Linked DNA regions of Drosophila melanogaster: all the other regions are linked to region 1. The links are chromatin contacts, called in public Hi-C and HiChIP or PLAC-seq maps. All regions are on one chromosome and are shown on one strand. Each heading gives the region's core, a stretch centred on a gene start, on an enhancer-like site or on the middle of the called end of the contact. The rest is flanking DNA. Distances are from core to core; before and after follow the strand shown. Region 1 holds the start of CG32512. Region 2 holds the start of RhoGAP18B (Rho GTPase activating protein at 18B). Region 3 holds the start of lncRNA:CR44885 (long non-coding RNA:CR44885).

The links. A called contact is a pair of places that touch in the nucleus more often than the background predicts. HiChIP or PLAC-seq counts read pairs in DNA pulled down with a chosen protein or histone mark.
Region 2: a Hi-C map of the Kc167 cell line shows a contact between it and region 1, with 2.5 times the contacts expected there. The contact joins the promoter of RhoGAP18B here to the promoter of CG32512 in region 1. A contact is called at or near these places in 5 of 107 Hi-C or Micro-C datasets (the Kc167 cell line, the S2 cell line, embryo and 1 more).
Region 3: a Psq HiChIP or PLAC-seq map of the Kc167 cell line shows a contact between it and region 1, with 4 times the contacts expected there. The contact joins the promoter of lncRNA:CR44885 here to the promoter of CG32512 in region 1. A contact is called at or near these places in 1 of 107 Hi-C or Micro-C datasets (eye imaginal disc) and 1 of 6 datasets of contacts at active chromatin or transcription factors (the Kc167 cell line).

Annotation. Positions count from the first base shown.
Region 1 is chrX:21,065,981-21,069,390 of dm6, forward strand. It overlaps CG32512, which reads right to left and starts at 1,560. Exons shown (of 3, transcript NM_001298580.1): 1 at 620-1,560. The coding sequence starts at 1,239. All of the region lies in intron 2 of bves (bves,), which reads left to right.
Region 2 is chrX:19,165,499-19,168,908 of dm6, forward strand. It overlaps RhoGAP18B (Rho GTPase activating protein at 18B), which reads right to left and starts at 1,584. Exons shown (of 6, transcript NM_001298497.1): 1 at 1,359-1,584. It overlaps Inx5 (Innexin 5), which reads right to left. Exons shown (of 2, transcript NM_133125.3): 2 at 3,279-3,410.
Region 3 is chrX:19,786,516-19,789,925 of dm6, forward strand. It overlaps lncRNA:CR44885 (long non-coding RNA:CR44885), which reads right to left and starts at 1,641. Exons shown (of 3, transcript NR_123962.1): 1 at 1,527-1,641; 2 at 691-780; 3 at 215-628.

The DNA of each region.
Region 1 (3,410 bases), core at 310-2,809:
TCAATATAGGGGCGTGATCAGCATGATCCGCAGCCGTGACAATGAACTGATAAGAGCTGATAGTGGCGCTAGCATTTAGGATTTCCTTCCTTCGTCAGCTGATGAATTTATTGGTACATATTTAGTAACAGGGGGCGTGCTATATGCCGACCAATGATCGCTACAAAATAATCTTTATGATACATACAGATCAATTTTACTTCGGGTAACTCAATATTCTCCCGTAAATATTAACTTCATTGGCTATTTTTAGAAGTATTTGCACTTTGTGATCATACAAATACAAAATATTCGCCGTCAACGGAGTAAAACTACCAATAAGTTAATTGGATTCGCAACAGAGTTGTTAACAGAACTAATGGAATAATAGAAACTGCACTAAGAGTCAAAAACCTGAATTGTAGAAAAACTAGCAGATATTTTATTTTAAGCGGCACTATCCAAATGTTAAATATTTTAAAGTGACTTAAGTGGCAGTATGCGAATATATTAGAAAGTTTCAACGGAACTCTATCTCCTAAATTTGTAGCAGGTAATTATTGAAATGAGACAACTTAGGAGTCCAGTTGAAAGATGATGGATGATGTGTTTTAGCGGGGAATAATGGTGGGAGACTTACGTGTACAGGCGACTGGCCTGCAGCTTGGCCACCAGGCAGGTGATTCGCTCGGACACCTGCCTAGTCATCTGGGTGCCGATGGCCAGGGCGTCGTCCATTGACGGCTCCATGGAGCTCAGCTTGCGCTGCTGTTGAGCCTTCAGGGCGGCGGCGGGCGTGCTGGTGGCCAAGGGCTCCTCCTCCTGCAACTCCATCTCCTTGAGCATCTGCTGCTGCTGCTCCTGCTGCAGCTTGCGAAATCGCGGGCAGAATCGTAAGAGGTCGCTTCTGGGTGTGGGGGCCGGTGAGATGACCTTTGGACTGGTTGTCATATCCGCCGACGGCGACGATTTCAAAACGGTTTCGGTAACGCCGCTATCCTCGCTATCGCTGCCGGTGACCGAGGAGGACGAGGAGGAGGAGGAGGAGTCGCTGGCGCTACTGCTTAGCTCGAGTTCCTCAAGGAACTGCTGTTCCCTGTGCAGATCCTTTTCCAGATCTCTCCGCTGCTGCTCCTTCTTCTCGCGCTTCTTCAGCGTGTACTTGACACTCTTCACCGCCTTCGATGGCATCCCACAGGCCATGTAGCGCTCGATCTGCTGCTCGTTGTTTTTCTCCACGATCCCTGAATTGTGGCACATCTTTGCATTGGTTTCTGTGGCTCCTCTTTGAATTGATAATCCTTTTTAGATGCTCTGTATTCTTTTTGGCACTCTTCTTTGTCTCGCTTCGCACAGCAAAAAAATTTAATGGGGGTTACTTAACTTTCCGTTTGTATATTTTAAATATTGGATTTTGGGATTTTTCTACACCGCGCTTTCGGATCGGTTTGTGGGTTTTGACTGCGATTCTAACGTGGGGTTGGGTTAATATTTGGGGTGGTTATTTTTTTTTTTTTTGGATTCCGGGGGGACCAAGTGCGACACGCGGCGCGTTGAGGTGTGCGATTTTGAATGGGAAGTCGCCGCTGCCATTAGCTTTTATATATACCGCCGACAACGCCAGTTCTTGCGCCAACGGCGCTGCCCGCTCTGCTTCCGCTCTCTTCGGACGCGGCGAACGCTCCGCTCTCTTCGGGATCTACATTTTGCACTCCGATCGAATCGGCGGAGCTGATGCAACAGTGGGACTAATGGCGGTGCCCAGTGGGTTGCCCAGTAGTCCAGATCAGCATGATCGCGTGCTTTCTTATCCGCAAAGTGCATTTGCCTTTATAACCGTAAAAGCCAAACACTTGGATTGATAGATGGCTTTATTGTTATATCGTTATATATATATATCGATCGACTGTGTAATTATATGTAAAGCTACCAATATATGTAATACTACCAATAAGATAAAATCTGTACTAGGATGTATATTTCCAACGCTTGGAAATGAAAATCAGACAATTGAACAGATCGATGATCCATAGATCTGTGTCACTCCAATCTATATAGTAATCTAAATATAATATGTAAAATGTATTAACTATCGTATACAAATTAAGCCATATATTCAGACAATCAATCGTATGATTTAAAATGGAACCGAACAGATAAGATTAGTCAATTGGTCTGCGATTATTGGCATTGGTTTATAAATTTAGCAAAACAATTGACTCAATTCCAGTTTCGTTTGAATCAATTTGAAATTGTTTGGTTTTTTTTTTTTTAACATTGGTGTCAACCCACTTAAGCCGGATTGCAAATCCCACTGTGCGATGCGTTTAAACTGGATTATCCCAAAAAGAGCGGCCGTTGGGAGGCTGGGCTTCAGCTGGCGATCTCTTAAATCTAGCGAGGTTTTTAAGAGAGCCGCCGCCTTATCAACAGCAAGTCTCAATTAATGGTGGCTGTCACGCTGCGATCGTTTGGCATTATATGCCGCCTTATAAGCACCTGACAAATGGATGCCACATGTGAATAGTTAGTGGCCCAACCTTCAGACGTTTATTTTTTTCGATTTTTTTCGCCAGAAACTTTCCAACAATGTTGCGCCGAAAAAGTGTGGAATCCACAGCGGGATGCAAATGCCTTGAATTCCTGCGACGTCACCAGCGCGTTCGAGCAATCCCCGCCTAATGCACACATACATACATATGTATCCATATGTACATTGGATCCACCGATTCTGGTTTATCACCAGTGAGTCGTCGGCTTAAATTCGGCGAATGGCTTCGATCACTTGCGTCGTGGGGAACGATTTCTTATTTCGATTTCGGAGAAACTCCCCAACGGATATTTAATATTCTGTTACCCATTCGGGGGGAAAAACTTTTCCACCCACCCCCCGGATTTTGTGGGTATTAGACACATTTGCCACTGACGCAAGACATCTGCAAGAAATCACAGGTGAATCATATGGAAAAGAACACGTTCAGCTCAGCACTGATCACTCGATGAATATATAATACAAAGCAATGATTAAACTAAACGGTAGTTGAGCAAGTAGCTAACTATACATGCAAACATAATCCATTTACACTTTGATAGTAGATCGTAGACTCTTAGAAAGTAGCCGCAGCCCAATTCGAAATGCTAATGATAACGAAAATCTGGTTGGGTGAATCACCCAGTGATTCAGTGGGGCTTGACGAGGATCGCCTCCTAGCCAGATCAGTTAAAAGTCCCCCACTGAAACTGACCACTTCTTGCGATGTGGCAAATCTTTCGCACAAATAAAAAAAATAACGTGCTGGCAAAAAATAGAATAAACGAACTGTTTACTGTTTGATTAAAATTCACTTGATTAAGCTGGGCGTGAAGAGACTAATCATGGACAATCAGCGAACGGGACCATGTCATTATCCCCGATTCACCGCAGCACCCAG
Region 2 (3,410 bases), core at 334-2,833, 1.9 Mb before region 1:
TCTTTTTCGGTTTTTGTTTTGTTTATGGGGCTCTTCTAGGCGCACAGTGGTTGTGGATCCATTTTATGGCTGGCAAAATACTGTGAAATCGGAACTATATCCTGTTACGTCCATATGGTCCTTCAGGCGGGATAAGAAAAAACCCTTTAATCACCATTTGTGGACAATTCCTTTCATTTTTTGTCTCGTTCTTGATGTTTTTATACTAGTTATGCTATCGAACATATTATTGATATTTATGGAAATTAATATCCCCCACATACGACATACATTTCGTTATAAACAAGTTTTAGGTAAGCTATTAATGGTTATAGAAATTTTAATTTATTGATTTGTCGGAACATGTTTTGAAAACCTCAGAACCCCAGACTTGACAGTGGAATATTGATTTTTTCCAGCGACCACTGTAGCCCATTATGAGTGTTAACTTTTTTTTTTTATTTATTTACCCCGCTTCGAGAGCTTTCTTCGCCTAGTCTGCATGCAAATCGAAAAACAACAATGTGCGGCATTTTGTATAGATCGAAAACTCGTATCCAGATGCCAGATGGAGAACAATAGTGACACAAATTGGACAACGAAACAACAACAAAAAAATGATCAGAAAGGGAACTTATCAATCACAACTTTCACCGAAAATAGCCATTCGGAAACAAATAAGGCAATAATCCGCGGCCAGATGATGCAATTCCACTGTGCGCTTAAATGTTTTACACACTTGTCGCGGAGTGTTTATCACTGCCCACCGTTGTGTTGTTGCTTTTATTGCCATGGTTGTTTTCGCTGTCGCTTATCACGCGCTAAAATTTGTGTGTGCGATGTGTGTGTGTGTGTGTGTGTGTGTGTATGTCACACAACACGCATAGCTGCAGTCAAAATAATAGTGTCGAGCATTTCAAGCAGTGATAATGCAACTGCTCTGGCTTTCTTCTGTTGAGCAGCCCCGATTAAAGTGAAATAAAGATAGTGTTGCTATGTATATACAATGTAATTTTTAAGACCATATATTAAGTCGCAAATATTTGGCTATCAGATAATTCATGCACTTAACAAGTACGCGATAGGTTATTTTCAAAATCGCTATGTGCGAAAAAATATTAAATTAGCTTGAACTTTTCTTACTATTTTTATTCGGAAACCTATTTAGGCAGAGCAATTTTCAAAAAATTATATCAAGTTTACGACTTGAAATATGACTTAAAAGTTACAGTTAGTTAATATGTATTTTATCAGCAAAACAACTTTTCTCAGATATTTTTTTTATTTTGGAAATCCCAAAACTCTACCCACAGGTGTGTGGCAACTGTTTGCTCTTGATTTTGTATCTCAGCAGAGCCAATTACGAGTGCGTTACTCACTGGCCAGCAGCAAGTGCATTGGCAATTCCAATAGCTGACCACTGATAGCCGACTATTGATGCAGTGGCAAAGATGCAACAGCAAGCGCATCTGCAAACGTCACGTACGCGCCTCAATTAAATGCATCGCATCACATTAAAACAACTCAAAATCAGCTCAGAATCAACAGCAAATCAACGAAACCGAATGGGCAAATCGAAAGGGACGGCGGTTGACAGGCGACTAAAAGCCAAATCACCGAGCACAAACTACGGAGCGACTAACTGTGGCCAAGTGGCACACTCAAAGCCCAAAAACACGGCGGCAACTGCAAATAAACAAAAAATCAGAAACCGAAAACCGAAAAAAAAAACCGAAAAGCCAAAGCAAAACAACAGCGGCGCAAAACAATACCGAATGTGAATAGGGATAGGAATACGGGTGCTATAGATATGGGAATAAAATACATATAGTACATAGATGTAACCAAAAGCTGAAGAAACAGAAACACCGGCCGCACCTCTGCCGCAGTCGACGTCGGCGTTCGCAGAGGCAGCGGCAGAGGCGTCGACAGCCCACGCAAACGTCAAGCGGAAAGGGAGAGACCCCACAAAAAGAGGCGGAGAATCGGGGGGAGCGATAGGAAGCAGAGCACCGACGTCTTGATACCCTCTAATACAGTGGGAACATGCTATGGGGTATACTCTTATACCCTTTGCCACAGAATTCGAGAATATATCCTATGTTTTCTGCATCCTTAAAACCCTGCTGTTATGAAAACAGCAAAATTACATACTTTTAGTTAACTTTTAGATAGATAGATTTTAAATAATTTTAAAATACAAGTTAAACAATATTCTCTATATAGCTATATCGTGTATCCCATTCCACTCAAGTGATTCTTGAGACTTATCTTAGGATTTCTTCTTTCTGAAAACTCTTCTGTAAATTTCCTTCCTTTAGAACTTATCAACATGGTACGTCACATTTACAAAAGTAACCAACGTGTTGACACAAATATTAACAAAAATTGCTAATTAAGTTAAATATTTATCAGTCCTTCATTGTCTGCACCAATTCAAAATTCATATGCATACAATCGCCAATCACTATCTTTATCAGTTTCGAGTGCTAGAAATTGATAGGGAATCTTGTACGATAATGAAGTGTGTCTCATTCAGACTAAGTTAGGATCGTCATTTTTTTTAACTAATGCAGCAAAAGAATCAGTTCTGCAGAATACTCCTATCAGCTGGTGAGTCACAGCAAGCGGGATCTCCAACTGATATGCCCCACGTGAGTGCGGGGCATATTAAACGCCACACGAATGGCTTTTGAATAATATTTACATTCATTCACCTGAACGAGTGCCAGTGTGAGTGTGAGTGTGAGTGTGAGCGTGAATGTGAATGTCAGTGTGAGTGCGAGTGAGTGAGTTGCGTGGCGTGGCGAAGGCGGCCAAATGCGAGCGAGTTGCGTTGTTAATGTGCGCAAAACAATGCTGAAACCACGACGATCGAGGGAATCTGGGGGCTTGGAGCTTGGAGCTTGGGGCTTGGGGCCTGGGGATCGTCCCAGCAAAAATGACGAAATTATGGCAGCAACTAGTTATAAACAATGCACATTAAATGCCAGCAGCTCCTAGGTAACAAATGTAGAAGCGGCGGCTCATCACAAAGTTAATTCGTATATAGAAGCAAACTAAAAATGCTAGAAGTATATTGCTTAAGATTGCTTAATAAAATTGTAATAGAACTATATAAAAATATGAAAAATATGTATTTTTTACGATATATTATGATGGTATTCATAATACACATTTAACTATTTAAAACAAATATAGATGAGCTAAAGCCGAAAATGTTCTCCCTTCTGCCAAGCATATTTGTGTATGAGTAACCTATTCCTACGAATATTTTACAATATTTTACAATATATCGTGACTTTAAATAGATTTATATTCGCTTATTGTCTTAAAACATAGAAGTACATAATTTTAAAAGGAATTGAGAGGAAATATATGCAATATACAGATTTAGATATATGCAAAGGGCACGAATTAACGAACGACAG
Region 3 (3,410 bases), core at 391-2,890, 1.3 Mb before region 1:
TGAGAAATATAGTGAGAGATCGTCTTCAATCATGTTTCACAATTATCGTTATATTTTGTAGCATATTACGTCGTATCACAGTGACGATTACATTACCAACTTAATTAATTAAAAATAATAATGCTCATAGTATTTTCTTAGTCTGGTGCCTCATCACGTTGAAATAACGTTAGAAAAGAGCGTAGAGTACCTGAATTTTGACCTACCACCTGCGGAATAGGATTTGCCATCCCTGCCACTTGAGCAATTCTACGCAGAGTCTCTGCGCCACATGCCTCCATACTCGGATCTCGATCCTCGATATCCAACCGGGTAATTGCAAGGTGCGTGCATCGATATGTCTCTGCTATATCGGCAGATTTATACGGACGGACGAATGGACAGACGAACGGACAGACGAACGGACAGATAGACAGACGGCCGGAGAAGGGAGGGTGGATCTTGCGTGCTGGTGTCAATCACAGTCCTTCTATCGCTCGGGTCGGGTTTTTGGTTCCTCTGCGTGCAACTTGTGTGCCGCAGTTAATGACTTTTTAATTGAGCAGGTACAGATGTCCGTCCCAGCGCCGTCACTTTTTTCCCTCTTTTCTCTTAATTGCGCGGGACGATGGGCAACTTACACCTGTAACTTTGAATTCTCAATAATGCAATCTAGCGACGTGTATGCAGGATTTCAATGCTGTAACTCACCACTGTCGTGTGCAGTAACAATATGTTTTTGAATTAAATTAAAATAAAACATTAGCTTTGTTTATGCCATCACTGTTTCATTATTGAATCCTGCAAGCAAAGTTGATCAATTAAATGTAAGTGTATGTTTAAAATCAAATAGAGAGGATTTTACCACAACTTTCAAATTTGTTGACATATGTATGTACATGAAGACTTATTTGTTTATATACTTGCATATGTACTTGTGTAGATTTCTATGTAAACGCATGCTATTATCTAGTATTTACTCTTCACACGGTAATTATGAATTACACAGCAGAAATTGCTCACTTTTCTTTCTATACTCTAAAAGTGGGTATCTTAGTTTTATAGATCTCCTCTATAAAACTGTGAAAATAAACCTTCTAAACTTTCTAAAAGTATGTATATGTATGTAGATTCTTGAAAAAAAAATCCAATTAATAGTAAAAAACTCAAGGATTGTACCACATACCTGTGTACATATGTATGTACGTACATAAGTATATGTACATACATGCATATGTACATATGTATGTACATACGATCCTATAAAAACATTCGCGTTGAATATTGTCGACTTTATAGGGTTGATTTTAAAGATATTTTCAAGTAATACGATTTTTGTACCCGGTACATGAGTATATCATAACACATTTTTATATACAATATGTAACTTGTAAGCAAATTAAATACAATCTTTTAATCTTGTATCTGCCAATGGAAAAAGTATGTACATATGTTGATTTTGATCGGCGCATCTTTACCAATTTATGTACATCTATACATCCAGATATGATCATTATTATTACTATTATTCATATTATTATTAATACTTTGTGCGGATCGCTGTGGTGGGCCATTGTTGTTGTTTTTCTTTCTGTTGTTGTTGCTGCGTTTGTTGCCTTGTTTGCTTGTCGGCTGTTTTCGTTTGCACAATATCTATATCTTACTCTCTTTCGTCCCTGGCGTTTTCTTTCGTTTTCTCTTCCCAATCTCCGCTTGTTTGCCCAACACTTCTTCTTCTTCTTCATCATCTTTCACAGCGCTCTCTTCATCGTGCTCTGCTTCTTCCTCATCAGCGCCTTGAGTTTCAGTTCTCATTTGCATATCTCAAAGATTTTTATTTTTGCCAGTTACGATTTCAATTACTCGCGCCAAAAGAAGAAGAAGACGAAGCAGCAGAAACGCGAAGAAGAGAGTGATAGTGATAGATGGATTGGGATGGGAATGGGTGGTGGGAAGAAAGAGAAGATCGATGGGAGAAGAAGAAACGGAAGAGCCGAACAGCCGGCAAGCAAAATAATGATCGTAGAGCCTCTTAAAACAGGGTGAAATGCGAGAAAACCATCACAAAAACTAAGTACACAAATTCACATACAGATACAGATACGAACGCCGATGGAAAAACACAATGGGCAACTAAGCCAAACCAAAACAACAAAACGAGCGACAAATACTGCTCGATCATAATTGAAAAATGCTTGCTGGCCAACAAAAACAATAACAACAGCCAAACAACAATGAGAGAAAAAACAGCAGATGCAGAACGCACCAACAACCAAATGCCATCGCATATTTTTAAGCAGTGGCAAAGGAAGAGAAAGGGAGAGAGAGGGAGAGCGACACGAAAAGGAGTTGAAAATGTAAAGGAATTCAATTTGAAATGCAAACAATGCAGCTCACACACACGCATACTAACGCATACGAATGGGAAGTGCAGTAAAATGGCAATGGAACACGAACAGCGAAATGAGCAGAGAAGAAAACATCGCGGCGGCAGAGCCGTCGGCTGAGGCAGAGGCTACACTCGCAGAAAAACTATGCGAAGTAACAGTAGTGTGCCCTGTGTCCATTTCATTATTATCAAACTAGATTATACAAATATAGAGAAAGGGTAACAGTGATTTACGTACAGGGTGTGAAAGGGGATAATCTTAATCTAATTTTATCCACAATGTATTGAAAACACAAATAAATCTTCTAGTGCGGCATACCGATAATTAGAGGGTTATGCTGATTGTACTATTACAAAAAGGCGCTCTTACTCAAAACGTACATTTCAGTTGTGTAGCACTGTAAAATGCTTATTTGTAGATCCAAATTTTGGTTCAATTTAATGAATTGGTTGTTTTACGAGACATTTATTTCTGTGTAATGTTAACTTACAATTTTTACTACTAAAAGTAAGAGTATACGAATTATACTATTTGAATCTAACGGATGATTGTATTGAAAGTGGGAATATATGTATATATATCTTTTATTATAGCTTTTTGTTCTTATCTTAACTACCTTTTTTCATTTATTAATTAATGTCACAAAGTCGTAGAGTTGCCACATAGTGCGACAAGGCAAAGTGACACCGGAAATTGGGTAAACGCAGCTCCATTGGCGTGGGCAGTTGGCTTTATGGGGGGGAAAAGTGTGGGTAAAATGTTGGGGATGGTGGGAAGGTGGGAAATGGATGTGGATGTGGAAGGGTCACAGCTTGGCTGGCATTTCCTGTGGCCAACTGTACCTTCTGTTCCGCACACACACGCACACACACAAACACAAACGCAGGAGCAGGCTTACTCACACATGCGCCGAGTTTTAATCATTTAAAATCGCAACTGTTATTAATATTTAAGGCTTCCACATAATGAAAAGCATACACACACACAAACGCAGACACACACATATGTACATATGTACATACATTGCAAGGAATATATTAT